Linked DNA regions of Dromaius novaehollandiae: region 2 is linked to region 1. A link is a contact called in public Hi-C data. All regions are on one chromosome and are shown on one strand. The core of a region is the stretch at or near the end of the contact, and the rest is flanking DNA. Distances in the headings are between cores, read along the strand shown.

Region 1 (3,922 bases), core at 530-3,029:
GAGTAGTGAAATTAGCTTAGGAATTCTTCCTTTTCGTTTAAATTAACTTTCAATAAAGGGCTTTACGGTTTCAGTGGAAGTGATTTTAAAGCTTTAAAATACAGAAGAGAATTGCAATGCATTTATCCGTAAGGACCCCTGCATGGAGGAGCTGTAAGCTGTAGGTCTTTCATAAAATATTGTAGTTGCATTCAGCCATGCTGCGGAGTTCTGAGAGCTCTGTTTTCATAAATGGTGGAAAAGTTTTGCAATGTATGCTGACGTTGGCAATTTTGGAAATGGTCAGCACTGGTCTAATTCAGTTCCCGTTGAAGTCACTCAAGTGGCGTAACAAAACTAGGTAACGCTTAGAAGCTTCTAAAAAGGTCCCAACAGCAAGACCCAGTCTTCTTGCTGTTAAGAGTCTACAGCTAAACTCTTGTGGACTGTAGTGGGGGGCTCTTTGAATAATGTTCTTTTGCTGTGTGTAACAGACATAAGTATGTCCAAAAAACTAAGGTTGTCATAAGTAAAATCTTGGTCAGGCAATAATGAAGAATAATTCCAAATTGCTTCAGAGCAACTACAATTTCTCAAATGCCTTCTCAGAATTAATTTTTTTTTTAATAGAGAAAACAATCTGTTGTTACATAATGAATTATAATCAAGCATGTTGCAAAAAGAAGGCCTGTTTTGTATAAACAAAACTGAATCTTTATGTAAATGTTATGTAAATGTGACATTTAACTTAAACTGTTGGAGTGGGGAAGTCGGGATTAACAAGGTACAGATCTCATCGTGTTTATGTGTTGCAACTGTGAATTAAAACAGTTTGTTATTTTTGTGGCAGTGTGTTTGAGTTACTGTCTTCAAGCAGGAAATATGCAGTTGGTGGAAAATGAAATATTTTGAGATCAGTTCAGGACACTTTTTAGTAATTTTATTGAGTAGTTTAATGGAAATAGATCAAAGGGTATATTTCAATATAACAGAAGAAAGTATGTGGCCAGTAGTCTTGAACCACCTGAGATTCTGAATTTATTCTTGGTAAAGTCCATGGAATTATGTCACAGATACATTTTTTGGCTCCTGACTCTGATTATGAAGTGCAGAATTTGCCTGGAATTTACATGCAATTTCATTCTGAGCATCTCTGCTTCCTTTATAACTGAAGCAACCTGCATTTCAGATTGCTTCACACAAAACTGAATGTATAAGAAACAGTATTTATCAAAAAAAAAAACCTTTTTTTTTATTTATGCAGTGCTTGTGGTTCTACCAAACACTTGTAGTTAAAGCTAAGCATATGTATAAAGGGTTTTTTAAACCAAAGTCTAAACGTACTAACAAATTTCAGCTTAATTCTGTTTTTTTGATTACTTCATTTTAATTTTTCGTATTTAATGTTTTTTTTTATTCCTCGTGTTGTGAACTGTATTTGAGCTTTGGCATGCAGAGAGACATAGTTACAACTTTGAAGTAGTAGGATGCAATTGGTATAAAACAAATTTCAGTTTCAAGGCTGAAACGTTGTATGTTTTCATTTCATAAAAAATGTATGTTTTAGATGTGATTCAGAAAGTTGTGTGTCACTTTTCCATGACAGTGTATTGGCAGTGTTAAAACGTAGACCAGAGTTGGAAAAAAACATGGAAAAACAGGATGAAAAAACATTCTTTTCTACTCCCGACTTCTGGTAAATTAGTTCTATGCAGTGTAACTGCCATAAATGAGACCTTAGCCAGCACACGATTCAGGCTAAACCTTTGTAATCTTAACAGCTGCTGCTGTGAGGTTACCTTTCATCCTCCCCTTTGAAAGAAATGTTATACACCACCTGTCCTGTTTCCCCTGCCATATGCAGGGCTAATAAATCCTTAAATTAAAATGGCTTTATCTGACTGTCTATTAATTCAATAAATTAGAAAGTACTGATAGTATTGGAAATATCAATCCAGATAAACCAAAATGACATTCAGGTTTTCTGTATTTAATGTGAGTTTTATTTTGAGTCTGGGAGTATCATGCCTTCAAGAGGCAGCCCTGCTGCCTTAGCTCTGTTAGGAAGCGTTCAGGTTGGTTCACCTGCTATGCAACATTGTTGCCACGAGAGGGTAGCCTTGCCCTAACGTTTTGTAGACTTTTATGCTGTGTGTTAGCATATAGTCCTATTTTCTTAACTCTTGTGGGTGTGGAGGAGTGCATACAGCTAAATTGCAATTCCTCAGCATGGAGTCAATTTTCACCTGATCTGTAATAAACTAGAGCAACCTAGAGGCTGCTGTAATATATTCTACCTAGCTGCAGGCCCAAAGAACTGTCTGGCAGTACCTGAAGTGCTGCAATTTGTCTTTCTGCACTAGTACCTCCTCTACACTCAGCTAAGCTTGGGAACAGATGAAGCTTTTCGTGTTTAAGCTGTGATCTGTTTGTCATCTTTCTTTGTATGGCGAATGTTGTAGGGAGTGACGGCAGTCCATAAGGCTGGCCTCGTAGTTTTGCAGGACAGTCCTATTCTAGGTGGTCTGCATCTGAGGAGATAACACTTTAATATATTAATCTCCTCTGCTTTTTTTTTTTTTTATGTCTGCCTTTTCTTCCTGAAAGTACTAATTCAGACAGTGGGTAGTTTGTGTGTGGTAAGAGGTACTAGGAGCAGCTGCTCAAAATAAGTGCGGATTGAAACAGTGAGATACAGAATGATTCTCTTTATCTCATTGGGCAACAAAACAGTAAAACTTGCATACATTTGTCTTCCTTAGCTACCTTACAACTTGGAGCATTTTTGTGGATTTAAGTATTTTGAATCCTTTCCTGAAGATTATGGCTCTTCTTCAAATATTTGTGCTTGAGGTCAGCTGGCTTGGCCTCGCCTGGTTCCATAGTTAGACAGTCATCTAGTTAGGTGATTTGTTAAAATTTAATGATTGAATGTTGTCTGCAGGCTTGCAGAGATGTGTTACTGAGACAGCTTGTGATACAGAATGTTTAAACACCAACCCCTTAACTTTAATCTGAATTTGTAAGTTACAAAACGCTCTCAGATCATCCTATCTGGATAGTACATTAACAGATGAGTTATCTGTATCCAAAATAGATACTATTACTGCTTATTTTTGGTACTTCAGTAGCATGCAGCAGTTTCACTAAGATCAATATTCCAGTACCCTGTATGGTAGATGACAGTCTGCCTTTCAGTCTCTGTCCCTGATCCTGTAAGCTCTTATGCATAAGTATAAGTAGAGTTCAAGGTCGTAGTTCTAGGGTCTCTGAATTTTCCAAGTGAGTTTGTAGAGCTAAGGAAGTCTGTAAGATCTACATTAGATCTATGCAAGATGCAAAGAGTAGGCATGAGAAACAAATCTAAAGGGCAAAAAGAAAGGACGAAGGTAGGAGGCTTGATAACACGTCTAGTTACCCACAGTTCTGGTGGTTTGAGGGTTTCAATGTGGAGGTACAAATATCTTGCGACACCTGAGTGGAGTCCTTAGACCTTGATGTGTGTGTGTCTGCAGTAGTATTGATTTCAGTAGTAAACCCTGGGTAAAGGACTTCACTGCAGTTATCTGCAGCACTGATGGCAACTTTACTATTTTTAGAGCTGTAAGCAAGATACCTAAGAGAAGTGCTGCTTGTGTGGAACAGGAGGCATTTTAATGAATATTAAGCTTGATAAGGCACTATATTGAAAATCATACTCTCTCTGGACTGATTCCTAAATGGTATTTGGAATTGCTGAATGCAAATCACAGGCCACTAGTATGGTGAAATGGAAGGCTCTGGGACCTGGCAGTCTGAGGATACGAATGCTGACCCCAAGAGTTTTAACTGATCTGTGGTACTATAATGTAAAGTGAAATCCTAGCTTCGTTGCAGTCTGTGGGAGTTCAGCAAGATCAGAATTTCACCCTGAAGATCTCCATGCTTTTTCTTTTTGGATCTG
Region 2 (3,748 bases), core at 534-3,033, 320 kb after region 1:
GGCACATTATAGAAGGAATGGGCTTCTAAACCTGACTCACTTCCCAAAGCTTCTCCTAATACGTCTGAACTGTGCATCACTTCCTATCAGACTTAATCTAAAAACTTGTACTTATTACAGCCCTCAGGACTTGCTGAGCATTTGGAAACTGAGTGCTGCCGTTTTACCTGTGCCGTCTAGCACCAGGCTCTGTTATGACACAGTCTTAATAACCAGGGAAGAGGGGGAAAAACAGAGCATAGCTACTACTGCATGACCTTCCCCCCCCCCCGCCCCCATCTCTAGCCCTCAACTGATTTGTTGAATTAAGCTCTTAGCACTAAAAGTCAGTGGAGAAATTTGGTTTTTAACGAAGAAAATTATTCACAAACCCAAGGCAGCTAGAGAAAAGCATTAGATAACTGGTGTTGGAAGATCAGAGGAACAGTCTGCATGTAATGAAATGCAACATTTCATTTTACAAAGCAGACGGCAGGATTCACCATAAGGATGGCTGGTATTTTTTCAGACACGCAGTTTTCAACCCTTTCTATAGGAAAGTTGGGGAGGAAAACAACCTATATATGGAGTCTTGCAATTCTATGTGAAAATATGTTCGTCTTGGTTTTTATCAAAGGCTATTTCTCCAATAATAGCCCATAATTAAAAAAAAGACTTGCAAACCATCCTTTGCAGTCCTTTGATAATTTGAGGGTTTAGCTGCTTAACAAAAGAGTTGTCTTTGCCTTATCAGAACAAAATTGACTATGTTTTTTTAAATAATTAAGTCATCTTGTCTTGCCTTCATAAGGAGCTTGATCCTGCATATTCTTCATCACACCATAAGTTCTTAATCCCTTAAGTAACCCCATTGAAGTCAACGGAAGCATTAAAAATGGCAGAACTTGGGCTCAGAGCTCTAAGAAATGCACATGCTTAGGTTTGAACAGATGCATAAATGCCCTCACGGTCGCAGGCTTACTGAGGGAGCAGCTTTTGCTAAGTCTCCAAGCGAAAGAATCTGGATAACATTAATGTCAATTTGCATGCAATTGTGAAATTCGAGGCATTTTCCACTCCACAGTTTTCCAAGAGAAAGACCTGGCTACAGCACACTAGCAAAAAATAAATAAGTAAGTAAATAAAAATTTATCTCCCCTCAGTCCTCAAAATGGCAAACTCTCTCTCCTCACTTATGAGGAACCTTTCCGTCCAACTCAGACGAGCAGCCCTCTCCCATCGCCCGGCGCCGGCTTTTCCCCTCCTAGAGACCATCTTGGATCTCCGCATCACCTCGGCGGCCCAACCCGCGCTGCCCTCGCCGCCACGGCCCCCGCCGGCGCCCCGCGTCCCCCGGCCCGGCCCGGCCCGGCCGCTGCCCCCGGGCGCCCCCCGGCAAGCCCGCCCGGCTGGAGGCGCAGCCCCGCCGAGCCGGCGCACCTGCAGCCGCCGCCGGCCGCCCCCCTCGGCGCACCGGCTCCCCGGGCGGCGGCGGCGGCAGGGGCTCCCCGCAGCACTCGGGCAGCGCAGCCCGGCAGCGGCTCCGCTCCAGCGGCACCGCCTCGGAGCGGCCGGGGCTCAACGCCCCTCGGCGCGGGGGCGCCCCGCGGGGAGAGCGCCTCCCGCGCCGCGCCGGTTCCCCGGTCCCTGCCCGGGGCTGGGGGCTGGGGGGCAGCGGCGCCCGCCCCCGCTCACCGTTAGACCGCCGCACGATGTTCTCCAGAAACGTGTTCTGGGGCGCCACCAGCCCCCGCCTTCCCCCAGCCATCGTCGCGCTGCGGGAGCGCCGCGCCCGCACTCCGCTCAGGGCCGCGCGACGCCGCGCTCTGCCGCTGCCGCCCCGCGCCCCGCGCGCCTCATGCCTCCGCCGGAACCGGCACGGCTGTGCGGCATCAGCCCGCCCGCCGCCTCCCGCGCACCGCAGCCTCGCCGCCGCCGCCGCCGCCGCCGGACCTCCCCGCAGCGCTCCCTGCCGCCCGGCGCCGCGTCGCCGCCCGCCGCAAGGCCGGTGCGGCAGCGCCATCGTCTGGCGGCGGCGCGGCGCCCGCTGAGGGCCGGGAGCGGGCGCGCGAGGAGCGGCGGGAACGGCGCCCCAACGGCCGCGGGGCCAACGGCCGCGGGGCCTGGGCCCTCGCGGCGGCCCCGAGGGAAGCCTGCCCGCGCGGGGGGCAGCGGCCCCTCCTGCAGCACCGGCGGCGCCCAGGCGCCAGGGCCTCCGGGGCTAGGTGCGACGCGCCGTGAAGCAGCAGAGGTTTCCCACTCCAGCTGACTCGGGCCTGCTGCTGGTGACTGCCTCTGTCATCCCACCTTAGGTTTGGTTCTTTCCCAAGATGATTTTTTTCAAAAGGTTACTAAGTGTTACGTGGTCAAACCAGTAACAGCTCAGTCAATGTGATAAAGTATTTAAATATAACCTTTGACAGGTCTTAACATCTTTGATGTCTCTGAAATGTTTAATTTACAAAGGTTTTTCCTTCAGGGATTAAACTGCTTTGTTCTTTCCCCTTTACCAATCTATCAGTAAATGGGAAATACTCAGATCTTTTTAACAACAGGCTTTCTTGCTGCTGTTGGCAGTGACTTGCTGTAATGCCTCATTAAGTGCAGTACCTACAGACTTTGCATCTCAGGGCATGTCCAAGACAATAATATACTTTTGTGTGATCACGTAGGGGAAAAAAACATGATTTTTACAATACTAGCAAATAAAGCAAGACCAGGACAATGGTCCACAGCCACCCAGGCATTTTAATTGCTAGCAGCATCCCAAACAGAGCCCGCGCTCTCCCTGACGGCGCTCAGGCAGAGGTCAGAGCACCGCCGAGACCACCACGGCTGGCCTGAGCGCAGCCGCGCTGTTTGGGGACGCAGGAGCATTCAGCTCTGCAAATGAGCTGTGCCGCGCCATGTGGTGTACGGCCCGGGAAGGGTCTCAGGGCCCTTCGGTTTAGCCAGGCAGACTGGCCTGTGGCTATAACCGAAAGATGATGGCATGCAGCCGCCGTATCTTGGAGAGCTGAGGGGTGGAAGAGCTCTGCGGTTATTTTACAGGCAGGTGACAACTTCACTGCAGCATGAGCTACCCGTGAGTCCCAGAGTGTCCCAGCGAGGGCAACGGCCTCAGCAGCCGCTGCTGCCTTGCTTGTCTCACAGCTGGAGATCTGGATGACTCCTAAAATCCCGGAATGACCCAGCCAGCTGTCAGGCATGTGAAGTAGCTGCATCATGGGAGCTGCTTTTGAATTGTTCATGAACTGAACTGCATGCTGGCCATCCCTGCATTTACTGCCAGAGAGAGGCAGTTAGGAGAGATGATCAAGCACCTGAAGTTGCAAATAGAATCCAAATTTTGAAATGTTGGATTTTGAAAAATCCCATGGAAGTATTTGCATCTTTACACATCTAAATCTATCCCTAAGAACTGTACATACGAAGAGCCAGGTTATCTAGCTACTGCTAGCTTCAGCAGCACAAAAACAACCTGAAGCTATCTTAGCTATCCGACAGCTTCCCCAGAAAAATTATCATGGTAGCCTTTGATGCTGGATTTACACAACTGCTAGCAGCTAAGAGTGAGGTTTTGAAAAACTGGGATCCCAAAGACAATTTACGTATTTCTCTAAGCCCCTGTGCTAGAGGCCTAGATGACTGCATGCGATCTTAACTTCTGCAGTGCTGTGCAGGAATACCTCTCTCTGTCTTAGAGGTGTCTGGCAGCTGGCGTACGTTACAGCAACTTTGAGGCCTTGCAATTTTTTTTTCCCCCTGA

What was found. Hi-C and Micro-C count contacts between places; a contact is called where the count stands out from the background.
Region 2: a contact with region 1 is called in a Hi-C map of brain, with 5 times the contacts expected there. The contact joins the promoter of KCNH1 here to the enhancer-like site in region 1. A contact is called at or near these places in 2 of 4 Hi-C or Micro-C datasets (brain and ovary).

Annotation. Positions count from the first base shown.
Region 1 is chr3:102,480,547-102,484,468 of bDroNov1.hap1, forward strand. The region is part of intron 8 of HHAT (hedgehog acyltransferase); the gene reads left to right. Among named protein-coding and RNA genes, the nearest start is that of HHAT, 74 kb to the left of the region's middle. Within about 2 kb of position 1,780, at least 1 of the 2 cell types and tissues checked has open chromatin away from gene starts, as enhancers often do.
Region 2 is chr3:102,800,331-102,804,078 of bDroNov1.hap1, forward strand. KCNH1 (potassium voltage-gated channel subfamily H member 1) reads right to left here and starts at 1,784. Exons shown (of 12, transcript XM_064509627.1): 1 at 1,675-1,784. The coding sequence starts at 1,747.